Regions from separate parts of the Sus scrofa genome. Here region 1 is linked to region 2. The links are chromatin contacts, called in public Hi-C maps. All regions are on one chromosome and are shown on one strand. Each heading gives the region's core, a stretch centred on a gene start, on an enhancer-like site or on the middle of the called end of the contact. The rest is flanking DNA. Distances are from core to core; before and after follow the strand shown.

Evidence for each region. Hi-C and Micro-C count contacts between places; a contact is called where the count stands out from the background.
Region 1: a contact with region 2 is called in a Hi-C map of liver, with 4 times the contacts expected there. The contact joins the promoter of RIT1 here to the promoter of HDGF in region 2. A contact is called at or near these places in 1 of 5 promoter capture datasets (liver) and 1 of 47 Hi-C or Micro-C datasets (liver).

Annotation. Positions count from the first base shown.
Region 1 is chr4:94,115,563-94,121,155 of Sscrofa11.1, reverse strand. It overlaps RIT1 (Ras like without CAAX 1), which reads right to left and starts at 3,435. Exons shown (of 6, transcript NM_001077230.2): 1 at 3,298-3,435; 2 at 2,719-2,863; 3 at 2,500-2,556. The coding sequence starts at 2,821. It overlaps KIAA0907 (UPF0469 protein KIAA0907 homolog), which reads right to left. Exons shown (of 15, transcript XM_001928648.6): 15 at 4,494-5,593. The coding sequence ends at 5,554.
Region 2 is chr4:93,337,464-93,342,935 of Sscrofa11.1, reverse strand. HDGF (hepatoma-derived growth factor) reads right to left here and starts at 1,855. Exons shown (of 6, transcript XM_013996955.2): 1 at 1,578-1,855.

The DNA.
Region 1 (5,593 bases), core at 2,186-4,685, 780 kb before region 2:
AGAAAAGTAACTTTCCCATTTATTAGTTAGGAGACACCAGGCATTATACTAAGTGATTTATTTATATATTAACCCATTCAATAGTGACAATAATCCAATGAGATAGGTCTTACAGATAAAAAAAATTAAAACAGTAAATGTGTACCCCATATTACACAATTCATTAATGACATAGCCAGAACCAAAACCAAGAGGTGTTTGACCCAAAAGTCTCATGTACTTAATCATATGCTATATTTCCTCACCACTTTTTTAATAATACAGGAAAAAGAAAACCCAGAGTTCACTATTTCCTAAAGAATCCATATTGTCATGATTCTTCCTTTATGAGAAAGAATATCTTTATGTATATTATCATGGTAACCTTGGAAAATAGAGGAAAGTAAAAAAGAGAAAAGCACCACTCAGTATTGCCATCATTCAAACAATTGCTGCTTACATCCTGATATGCATCCTTTAAACGTTTGTTAGTTTTTCCCTTCTCCCCTTTTTCAGCCACATCTGCAGCTTACAGAAGTTCCTGGGCCAGGGACTGAATCTGAGCTGCATCTGCGACCTATGCCACAGCTATGGCAATGCCAGATCCTTAACCCACTGTGCCACGGCAGGAACTCCTAAACATTTCTTCTTGAACCCTTGCTTCTAACTCTTCTTCAAAGATGAAGAGCCTAATAAGTCAATGATTTTCAAACTACAGGTCATATATGATCCACTAGTATTAGTGCGTTATGGATGAATTTAATGCGTTAGGACCAGCATTAAAATAAATAAGCAGAAATCTAAACTGAAAGAGGAAATACAAGTGCATACCACATGAAGTGAGGTAAATATAGTTTCATAATACTTTACATTCTTGTATATTAAAATGTACACATATATGCAAATATCTGTACAATTATATACACACATACATGCGTACTGGTTATAACAAATTTTTCTTCTTAGAGTTAGCAGCTAAAGTTTGAAACAAAATGCACTAAACTATAAACTCAATGAGAGCAGCACCACATGTTTTTGCTCACTACTGTACTCCCATGGCCTAATACAGTGCTCAAGAGATAAGAAGTATTTGCTGTTAAATCAGATAATATCATCAGAATAGCTGATGGGGGAGGAATCAACCGAGCAAAAAAAAGTAAGAGGGGTTCCTGCTGTGGCTCAGCAGGGTAAGAATCCAACTAGTATCCATGAGGATGCAGGTTCAATCCCTGGCCTTGCTCAATGGGTTAAGGATCTGGCGTTGCCCTGAGCTGTGGTGCAGGTCACAGATGAGGCTCAGATCTGGCGTTGCCGTGACACAGGCCAGCAGCTGCAGCTCGAATTCAACCCCTAGCCTGGGAACTTCCATATGCCAAGGGTGTAGCCCTAAAGAGACCAAAAAAAAAAAAGTCTTTTAGGGGACAAGTATATGAGTTTTACTTTAAAGAAAGGAAAAGATATTCTGGAGTTCTAAGTAAATTATCTTAAGCCCTAAATTAATTTTATTCCTAAAATTCCCACTGTAGTGTGAATTCCTGAACAATGTTCTAAATTTAACATAGTACATGAAAAATAAGAACTGTTTCTATTTTTCCCCAAGCCACAGAAGCATCTACTATATAAAATGGTAACAACCAAAGGTAGGTTGGCACAGAAAAATTATTGGCTTTATGAAAAAGAGCAGTAGAGTCCTGACCCAATGGGAAATCCTTCCTAGAGACTCAGGATCACAACAAAAGTGTCACATCCTGAAAATACAAGTGATATGGCAGAACTTCTGTGCCCTCCTCTACCCCCATCACCATTTTTCTTCTTCACTGGGAAATAACCCCTTAAAATCAAATCTGCTTCCTTATGGTCCAGGAATGACAGTAACATTCCTAAGGTCTATGGCGAATAGCAGCTAAAAAAAGAAAAAAAAAAAGGGCACAAGAAAATTAGTTTTTACTTACTAACAGTGGTTTACTAACAATAGAGCATTAAGATTATAGAAGACGTGAAGAAAGACCTTGCTGTGTAATGAACTTGAGGTATAAGGAAGTAAATGAAGGGCTTCTAGTGGAACAAGTCCAGGCTCTGCATGTCTGGGTTGTAAGAGTTCAGCAGGCTGGCTCTACTTGTTTTTCTGCTTCCTTTTGTGGAAGTTCAGACCAGCTGACTCATAGTTACAGAGTTAGTCTCAAATCAGACCCTTAAAGAAATGATAGCAAAAGCCTTCTGTTAAGTGGCCTTTAAACTTTTCCTTTAATCTGACGATACAGTAGAGCAACCATAAAAATAAAACAAAGTGTCCCAGTAATATTTAATAAAAAACAGACTAAGATGGCTTATGTACATATAAAGTTAAGCTAAGAAAAAAAAGTCATTTGCTTATCAACTGCCATGTTATTCTTGTTAAGTAAATCTAAACCAGACACCCAAAAGGCTCAAAATATAAATGGTCTAAAACTGTTTCAAAAACTGACACCAAGGCCTTTTTATGGGGTTTAGTGGAAAAACCTAAGTGACAGTCTGACTTACCAATGGTGGGGTCATGATCTTCTGGAAATCGGTGGCTGATGAACTGCATGGTCATGGCTTTAAAACAAGAAGCGAAAGTTAAAATAAATACAAAGATGACCAACAGAAAGAACTGCAAGTATCAATATTGCAGGACAGTCTCCTACTTGGTTTTCGGGGAGGGCATCTGTTGTGAGCATTTTTCATTCTTACTTCTTTAAAATGGAAAATGTCACCTACCGCTTTTCCCTACACCGCCAGCACCTAGCATCACTAGTTTGTATTCCCGTGACAGCCCTGCAGGGCTGTTACAGCTACCAACTGGGCGAGTTCCAGAATCCATTGTCCTCTTGGAGAATCCTGGGCTGCCCGGAGGAAAAGGCACCTGGAAAGAAAGAAAATATTTAATCCAGGATGGAGACCCCGTGACGACAGTCCTAGAGCCAGTGCCCTACCCCTGCTCCCTTTCTGGCGACCCTCAGGCAACACGTAGCCTCACCTTCCCTCCAGGGCAGCTCAGACCCATGACATATCATAGATTTTCTGAATTACTACTTTTTTTCAAAAAAGAATAAAAAGAGACAAAGAAATTTGGCATTTCTTTGCAGACTGGGACGCCGGCACAGCAGGAGGGAGCCCAGTGAGAAAGTGCAGTTTGGGACTTAGGCCTCAGGGTTTCCTCTCAAGCCCGCGGTACCCGGAGGTTCAGCCCCCTCTCCATTCCCCTCGGAGGCTGCTCTCCTCCCCCGGCAGCACCTCGCGCCGCCATCAAGCCCCCCACCCTTCCGCCTCACAAGCCAACCCCTCCGCTGCTCGTACCCGTCGGAAGGTTAAGGCCACTGCCGGGTCTGATCACCCACTTCGTCCTCGGTCCTCCTCATTCGCGGCGAGGATCTGGCACTGACCTGTGACCCCTCCCGCAGCTGGGGAAGATGGCGCCAGCAGCGCCCGCGTCTCAGCAGGAGGGGCGGGGCCGCCCTCGTGACGCAGGGGACTGGCCCCGCCTCCTCCGGGGAGGACCATCTCCTGCCAGGTCCTCAAACCCCGCTCATCGCTGAAGGCCCTGGGGGAGTGCCACACTCAGCGCCCCCCTCTGCCACAAAACTATTTACACCAAAGTCAAGCAAGGAGGATGTGATAAGGGGCACACTGGAGACTTCTACAATAACAACTTGCCCAGGACCATTTATGAGAAAAACAAATTTGGCCAAATGTAATGAGGAAATGGGCACCTGCCAACCCCCCCCCCAAACAGGACCAAGGTGTTATTGCTTAGTAACAAAAAAAAGCACCTGGCTTTGACTTTACAGCAATAAATTAAGACACTATCAATTCTGTTCACCTGTATTTAGGTGGGTAACACATAGAAGTACTAGAAGGAACTTTATATGGGCAAAATTTTCTGTTGCAACTTCTGCCCATCCTTCTTCCTTTCTAAGCATGTTTTTCCAAGAATACTTATATTTCCTGGAGTTCCCGTGGTGGCTCAGTGGGAATGAACCCAACTAGCACCCATAAGGACACAGGTTCGATCCTTGACTTTGCTCAGTGGGTTAAGGATCCAGAGTTGCCGCGAACTGTGGCTCAGATTCGGCACTGCTGTGGCTGTGGTGTAGGCCGGCAACTACAGCTCCGATTCACCCCCTAGCCTGGAAACTTCCATATGCAATGGGTGCAGCCCTAAAAAGCCAAAAAAAGAAAAAGAATACTTTCACTCAGTCCTTTTAACCACATTCAATAAAGGAGGGCAAGAAAATGAAAAGGAAAAACATCCACCATAACAATCCTTTACATTTCACTTGGACTTTGCAGGGTTTACTTTGAAAAGTCATAAAACACTTGGAACTAAAAGAAAAAAATTAAAAAAACAAAAAACAACAACTTGGAACTAAATGCAAACTCTTGGGTCCAGGTATGTATTTTTCTGATGGGGGTTATAGTATGCTGTGAGCAAAAAAGTTTATGAATTTTAGTGCATGGATACGTTGTGGAAGAAAGAACAGAGAAACCACAAGCAGAATATTTATACATTTATTTATAATGAAATTATGTTCTAAATATTTACAACATATAGGAAACCAGAGGATACATTTATACAAAGCCAGCCTGCAAAGTATTCAAATGTGCAAAAATGATAGTTCAATATCTCAAACTACTCCTGGTTCAGCAGACTAGCTCCTTCACTTTCACACATCAATATTTGATACAAAAAAAGTTCTTTTGGCAAAACCTGTAATGCCAAGAAAAAGGACAAGTCGCAATCTCAGTCACTAAGTCCACCATTCTATTGCGAGCAGTCAAATCTCTCTATTTTCGCTGCAACCAGTTCTGAGAGAGACAGACCACTGGGTTTCATTTCTGTGATGAGTTCTGACCAGCTTTTGATCAAGCAGTTTTCTCTGACCCACTTGAAGACAAGGAGCTTAGACGGGCAATAAAAACAGCAATGGCTCTCTGAGACGAGAGTGCCTGAAGGTGCCAGCTTTGGATCATCCCAAAGAAATAAAGAAAACCTTCAATTCCCCAGGATCCAGCTATATTCAACAGTTTTAAATTAGTAAAACCACGTTTTCCAAAACAAAGAATCCAAAAATGAAACAGGGACGCAGGGGTTCTTAGATCTAAGTACTGAAAAGAAAGGATGGTCTTAAAATCATTTCCCCACTAATAAATAGTAAGGCTTTGTTTGGAACCAGTTATTATCAAAATTGACCAAACAGTAGTAAAATACAAATAAAACTTGGTTTACGTCAGAATAAGGGCTATTCATTTGGAAAAGGCTGGACCAGGTCAAGTGTATATCGGAATGACCCTGTTGAACGAGCACATTTCACCAACTGTTAAAAAGCTTCTGAGACAAATCTGTGATTCTAAGTAAATTTTAACAGATGCTATGCCGCTGCAGATTTAAGGATGTTTTAAAAAGAATGGAACCCCTTTAAGAAAGGAGACACTCATCTCTGACTTCTTCAAAGGTCCAAGATGGTTCCTAGGACAGGCCCCAGAGTCTTGTTAAATCGAATGCATGCATTATTGCTAAAGAGTCACCAAGGCTCAAAACTCTTCCACTGTTGCCTATGGGGCCATCCAGAATGGCATCTGTTGTTTAGCTCGT
Region 2 (5,472 bases), core at 606-3,105:
TTGAAACAAGCTGCCAGAGGTACTGCCCCTTTGGACACCCCCGACCTCCCCCAGCACCCTCTGGCAACGACCTCCCTTATCCCCTACTTCACCTGTCTCAGTTCTTAGGGGGAAACATGATGAACGTGCCAGGTTGAGCTTTTGGGCCCCACCCTCCCACCTGGCCAGGTGCTGGGGTGGGGGGGGCTTCATACTGGCGGGCTGAATCAACCACATGGCAGGCTGGGCCGTTCTGGCGGGAGAGGCTCCAACATGGGGAGGAGAGGCAACTCGGTTCCCCCCACCTCCACTAAGAGGCAGTCTGGACTGGACTTCCCAATCCCACAAGGGCTCTGCCACTCTCAGCCCCACATTTGAGTTGGCAGCATATGGAGGCATTTTTTTTGCGGGGCTGAGGAGCGAAGGATAACAGCGGGTAATTTCTAAGACGGACAGATTTCTTCTGTCGCCCCCCAACCATTCCTCGACCCTCCCAACTTCAGATCTCTTACGATCCCCCAAACCAAAGTTTTCTAGAAGCGAACTCCGCCTCCATCTATCCCTTTCTGAGCAGAGATCCTTCTTAACCATTTAATCTAGAAGAGGAGAGTTTGAGCTAGGGGCAACCATCAGTGAAGGTTTAAACTGGGGGTCTTTAAGGGGGTCCCTGAAGGGGATGGCTGTGGCGCCGGGGCGGCGGGGGAGGGAAGGAGTAACACGACTGGCCCCAACCCAGGCTGCGCGCCCGAAACCGCTGGGAGTATGGGGGCTGGGGGCGGAACTAAGCACGCGGAGCCGGGGGCCGGGAAGTGACCGGCGCCCTCGGATCCCCACGCCGCGCACACGCCACTACGCGCGGACGCCGTCTGCCCAGGTGTTCCCAGCCGCCGCCAACCCCCCACCCCCAGCCATTATATAACCGGCGGGTGGGCTCGGAGGTGCTCGGGAAAGAGTCAGGGACTCGGACATCCCCCGCCCCCACCCGACCCCCCCTGCTCTGCGCGGAGCGCTCGTGCCCTCCCGGGTGTTATGCAACCCGAGCCTGGAGGTGGCTAGGAGGCGGCGGGCCGCGCTGCTCACCCGGGCCGGCCAGTGTGGGTAGCCCTTCATCTTGGCGAACACCAGGTCCCCGCATTTATACTCCTTCTGCCGGTTGGATCGCGACATGGCGGGGCTCCGGGCGCCCCGGGCTCCGCGCCGGGCCGGGAAGCGCGAGCCCAAGTTTGCGCGTGCGGCGGTGGCGGCGCCGCTCCGCTCCGGCCCTCGCGCGGCCCCCGCCTCGATGGTGGCCCCCGGCCCGAGCTCCGGCGCGGCCACGGCGTCTCCGCCCGCGCGCCGCACGGACGGGGCGGGCGCGGATCAGGGGCAAAGCTCCGGCGCGGTGGGTGCACGCTCGTGCAGTTGTTTGTGTTTGAAATTCAATTGCTCCCTCTTCTGCGCGAGGCCTCTTCCTCCACCCCCCGCCCGGTCCCCACTCCTCCTCCTCCTCCCTCCTCCCTTTCCCACTCCTCCTCCTCCCCCCTCCGCGCTCCCTCCCGCGGCGGTTTGATGCGTGCAGCTTCTTGACGCCCCGTGCCTGCCCCAACCCGACGCCCAACCTGGAGCCGCCTGGCGGCGCGTGGCGACACAGGCGTAAGGAGCCGATCGCCGAGCAAGCCGAGCAGGCTTTGTGTGCCCGCTGTCGGTGGGTGCCCGCCAGCCCGGGAGGAGCTGGCGCCCGGCTGGACGGAGCGGCCTGGCGCCCCTCCCCCGGCCCCACGGGGCGCTCCCAACAGCGGCTTCAGCGCAGTGGAGTGTCGACATCTAGGCGTAGTGTCTCCCTGCCCACGGCTCCATCCCTGTCCACGAATGTTTGCTCGGCACTTGCGGTGCTTGGCAGAGTGCTGGGCGCAGCGGCGAGAGCTGGGCACCGCGCCCCTGAGCGCACAGAGGTTTGCCCTGGACCTCGACGTGCTTACAATTTGTGGGGTCACCGAAACGTCGGGGATTGCTCCGACACTACGGCCTTTGTGGAATTTGGTAGCCAGGAGGTGTCCGAGGGGTTGTGGCACAAAGTGACCGCGATCCATGTGCATTAGATAGGTCTCGGCTTTCTGTGCTATTTCCTGGCAGAAGAGATCTGGGTTTTACCACTAGCCACGGGCCCAAATATGAACTCTTTTCTTTTGGGAAGAGACAGTGTAAATCCCAAACCATTGGTAAAACATCACTACCTCTCTTGGAGGGTAAGAGTCCGGGGAAGAATCTGGGAAGGCTTCACAAAGGTGATGACTTTGAGTTGGGCCTTAGAGGACAAATGTAATGTTGCCAGATTCCAGAGACCACATTTTAGCCTAGGTTATATGTTAAGAATTGATAGAGCCAAAAGTTGAACTCAGGTCTCTTAAGCCAGACAAGACTTTGCTGTAATTACATCTTTGATTTGCTGTCACTGTGTTGGTTTTGGATTTGCTGAAATTCCAGACACCTATGATCTCTTAGAAATGAGATAGTTATTTAGATCTTACCTTATACCATGTTTAGATCCTTAAAATTTTGCAACAAAATATTCTAGGTTCAAAGAGAGAAAACAAGCTTTTTTTCTTTCCCCATGAGTTTCCTGATCCTGCTTCAAAGCATATGCAGAATCTCCCTGCAGAAGTGCAGGATGAGGCCAAAAGGCCCAGGTACACATTCTGCCCAGCTATTCACCAATCATAAGAACTTACACTACCCTCTGAACTTCTCCCTGAGCCTCAATTTCCTCAACTGTGAGGCAGGATCACACTGCTCCCTGCCAACATCACGGGCATGGAATGGCTGCTTATCATTAGCCGAGGCCTGAAATTGCTCCCTACAGCCTTCCTATCTGTTGTCCTTATGGTCATGACAATGCATTTCACATGTTTTGCCTTTATAATAATGTGGTCTCTCAGCATAATTCTGCCTTGTGATAGGAATCCCTCTGGTCCTATACCCAGGCCCTCCAGGCCCCAGGCTGCTGGCACAGCAGGGCACTCTGCACGGTCCTCATGCATGCCCTTAGCCCCAGACTTGTCGAGTTATTTCAATAGCAAATCCAAACTTGTTGCAACAGAGCAGCTAGATCCCAGTTGGTGTTTACTCTACCATGCATTCCAGTTTGAAATGCAGTCAGTGTAATAGTCCAGATTCTGTCAGGCTAGTACTTTTCTTTGTTCTTATTGTTAGGAGAGAATCTTGTCACAAGGTCTTAGAGATGTTTCAGTAAATCCAGTGTCACCACTGGTTTCCTTTTAGTGTCCAGGCTAGTATTATAAATATGCTGTTTCAGTGCAACAAACATGTTTTTAAACTATTTTCCAATTTAGCACATCCCAAATTAGTGAAAACCAAAGAGTCCTATCCATTTCTCCACTTTGTTGCATGGAGATGGCAGTAAGGGCTTCTTAAATTTTTTTTTTTCTTTGCAACAAATCTCTTGGGCCTGTCACTCAGGTCACCATGCAGATGCTGGTTGCAATAAAACAACCAGGGTTCCCTTTGTTGCAGTAATCTCCCAGGCCTTGGTTGCAATTTAATATCCAAGTTCTCCTTACAATAACATCATCAACCTCACAGCTGCCCCTAACAACCAAGCCAAGAGCCACAGAGGGTCAGTTACACGGGGCAGGCATAAGCCTGCTTCCCCTGGGATTCAGGTCTAACTTAGTGCTTTGTAGCCTTTAATGTGCAAATGAATCACCTGGGGATACTCTTTAAAAGCAGATTCTAATTTAGTAGGTTTGGGGGTCCCTGCATTTTTTTGTTGTTGTTTTTTTGTTTTTGGGTTTTTTTTTTTTTTTTTTTTTTTTGTCTTTTTAGGGCCACACCCATAGCATATGTAGGTTCCCAGGCTAGGGGTTGAACCGGAGCTGCAGCTGCCGGCCTACACCACAGCCACCGCAATGCAGGATCCAAGCTGTGTCCTCGATCTCCACCACAGCTCAGCGCAACACCGGATCCTTAACCCACTGAGTGGGCCTCTTAACCCACTGGGGCCAGGGATCAAACCCAGTCCTCATGGTTACTAATCTGGTTCATTACCATTGAGCCCCAACGGGAGTTCCAGTCCCTGTATTTTTATTTCATTGCCCAAGGTGCTGCTGCTGCTGCTTCGGACCTCCATTTAATTGGTAAGGTCTAAAGCACCCCGTCCTGGGGCCCCCAGACTGCTAGCCCAGCTTGGAACCAGTTCTCAGATGTCTCAGTGAGATGATTCCTTTGATGCTGGTGTTTGATTCTACTTTTGTGTGGGAGGGAGGTCAGGACAGAATTCAGTGGGCCTGGGGCCCCAGAGTGGAGGCTTGTGGGTACAGATCTGCCTCTAAGGTTCTGAAGCCAGTCTGGAGGAGCAACAGCAGGGAAGATGGTGGTGGACTCATCTCTGTTCATGTCAAGAAGGAGGAATTGACACAGCAGCAGGGGGATGGAGTTCAGTGCACTGGAGGCAGCGGCAGTGTGGTCCAATGGAAACAATCTGTGTTTGCATGTCAAGGGACCTGGGTTTGAAACTTGCTTTTAGCAAATGGCTTAACTGAAATCTTTCTTTTTTGTTTTTGTTTTTGTTTTGGTCTTTTTAGGGCTGTGGCATATGGAGGTTCCCAGGTTAGGGGTCGAAACTGAGCTGTAGCCGCTGGCCTATGCCACAGCCACAGCCATAGCAACATAGGATCCGAGCTGCGTCTGCAACCTACACAGCAGGTCATGGCAACGCCAGATCCCACTGAGTGAGGCCAAGGATCGAACCTGCGTCCTCATGGATGCTAGTCAGATTTGTTTCCATTGAGCCACAATGGCAACTCCTAGAATTTCTAAACAAAATTTTCTTCCTCTGCAAAAATGCTAATCCAGGAGTCCCCGTCGTGGCTCAGCAGAAACAAATCCGACCAGGAACCATGAGGTGGGTTTAATCCCTGGTCTCGCTCAGTGGCTTGAGGATCCAGCATTGCTGTGAGCTGTGGTGTAGGTCACAGACGCGGCTCGGATCTGGCGTTGCTGTGGCTGTGGTGTAGGCCAGCAACTGCAGCTCCGATTCGACCCCTAGCCTGGGAACCTCCATATGCCGTGGGAGCAGCCCTAAAAAGACAAAAGACAAAAAAAAAAAAAAAAAAAAAAAAACTAATCCAAACAGCTACCCTTAGGTGGTTGTAAAGTGAAAAGGAGATCATCTGAGTGAAAACCTCACCTGCTCATTAGGTTCAAAGGAAATGTCAGTTTCCTTCCCTTTGACTCCTAAGAGAGTCTGAGGGGTTTGGCTCCAGCCCCCAGCCCTCAACACTGTGTGACCTACTCCCATTATTACTTCTTGGCCCCGGTTACCCCGTCTGGAAATGGAGGAGAGAAGGATGGGTACTCTAGAACAGTGGTTTTCAAAACTGCCTCTATTGCCCCCTCCCACTGGTGCCACCCAGAGTGAAAAAGCACCCATGCTTTTATGCACTTTACAAGGAGTTGGAGTAGTTAAGAATCAGAGATAACAGAGTTTAAGTACCT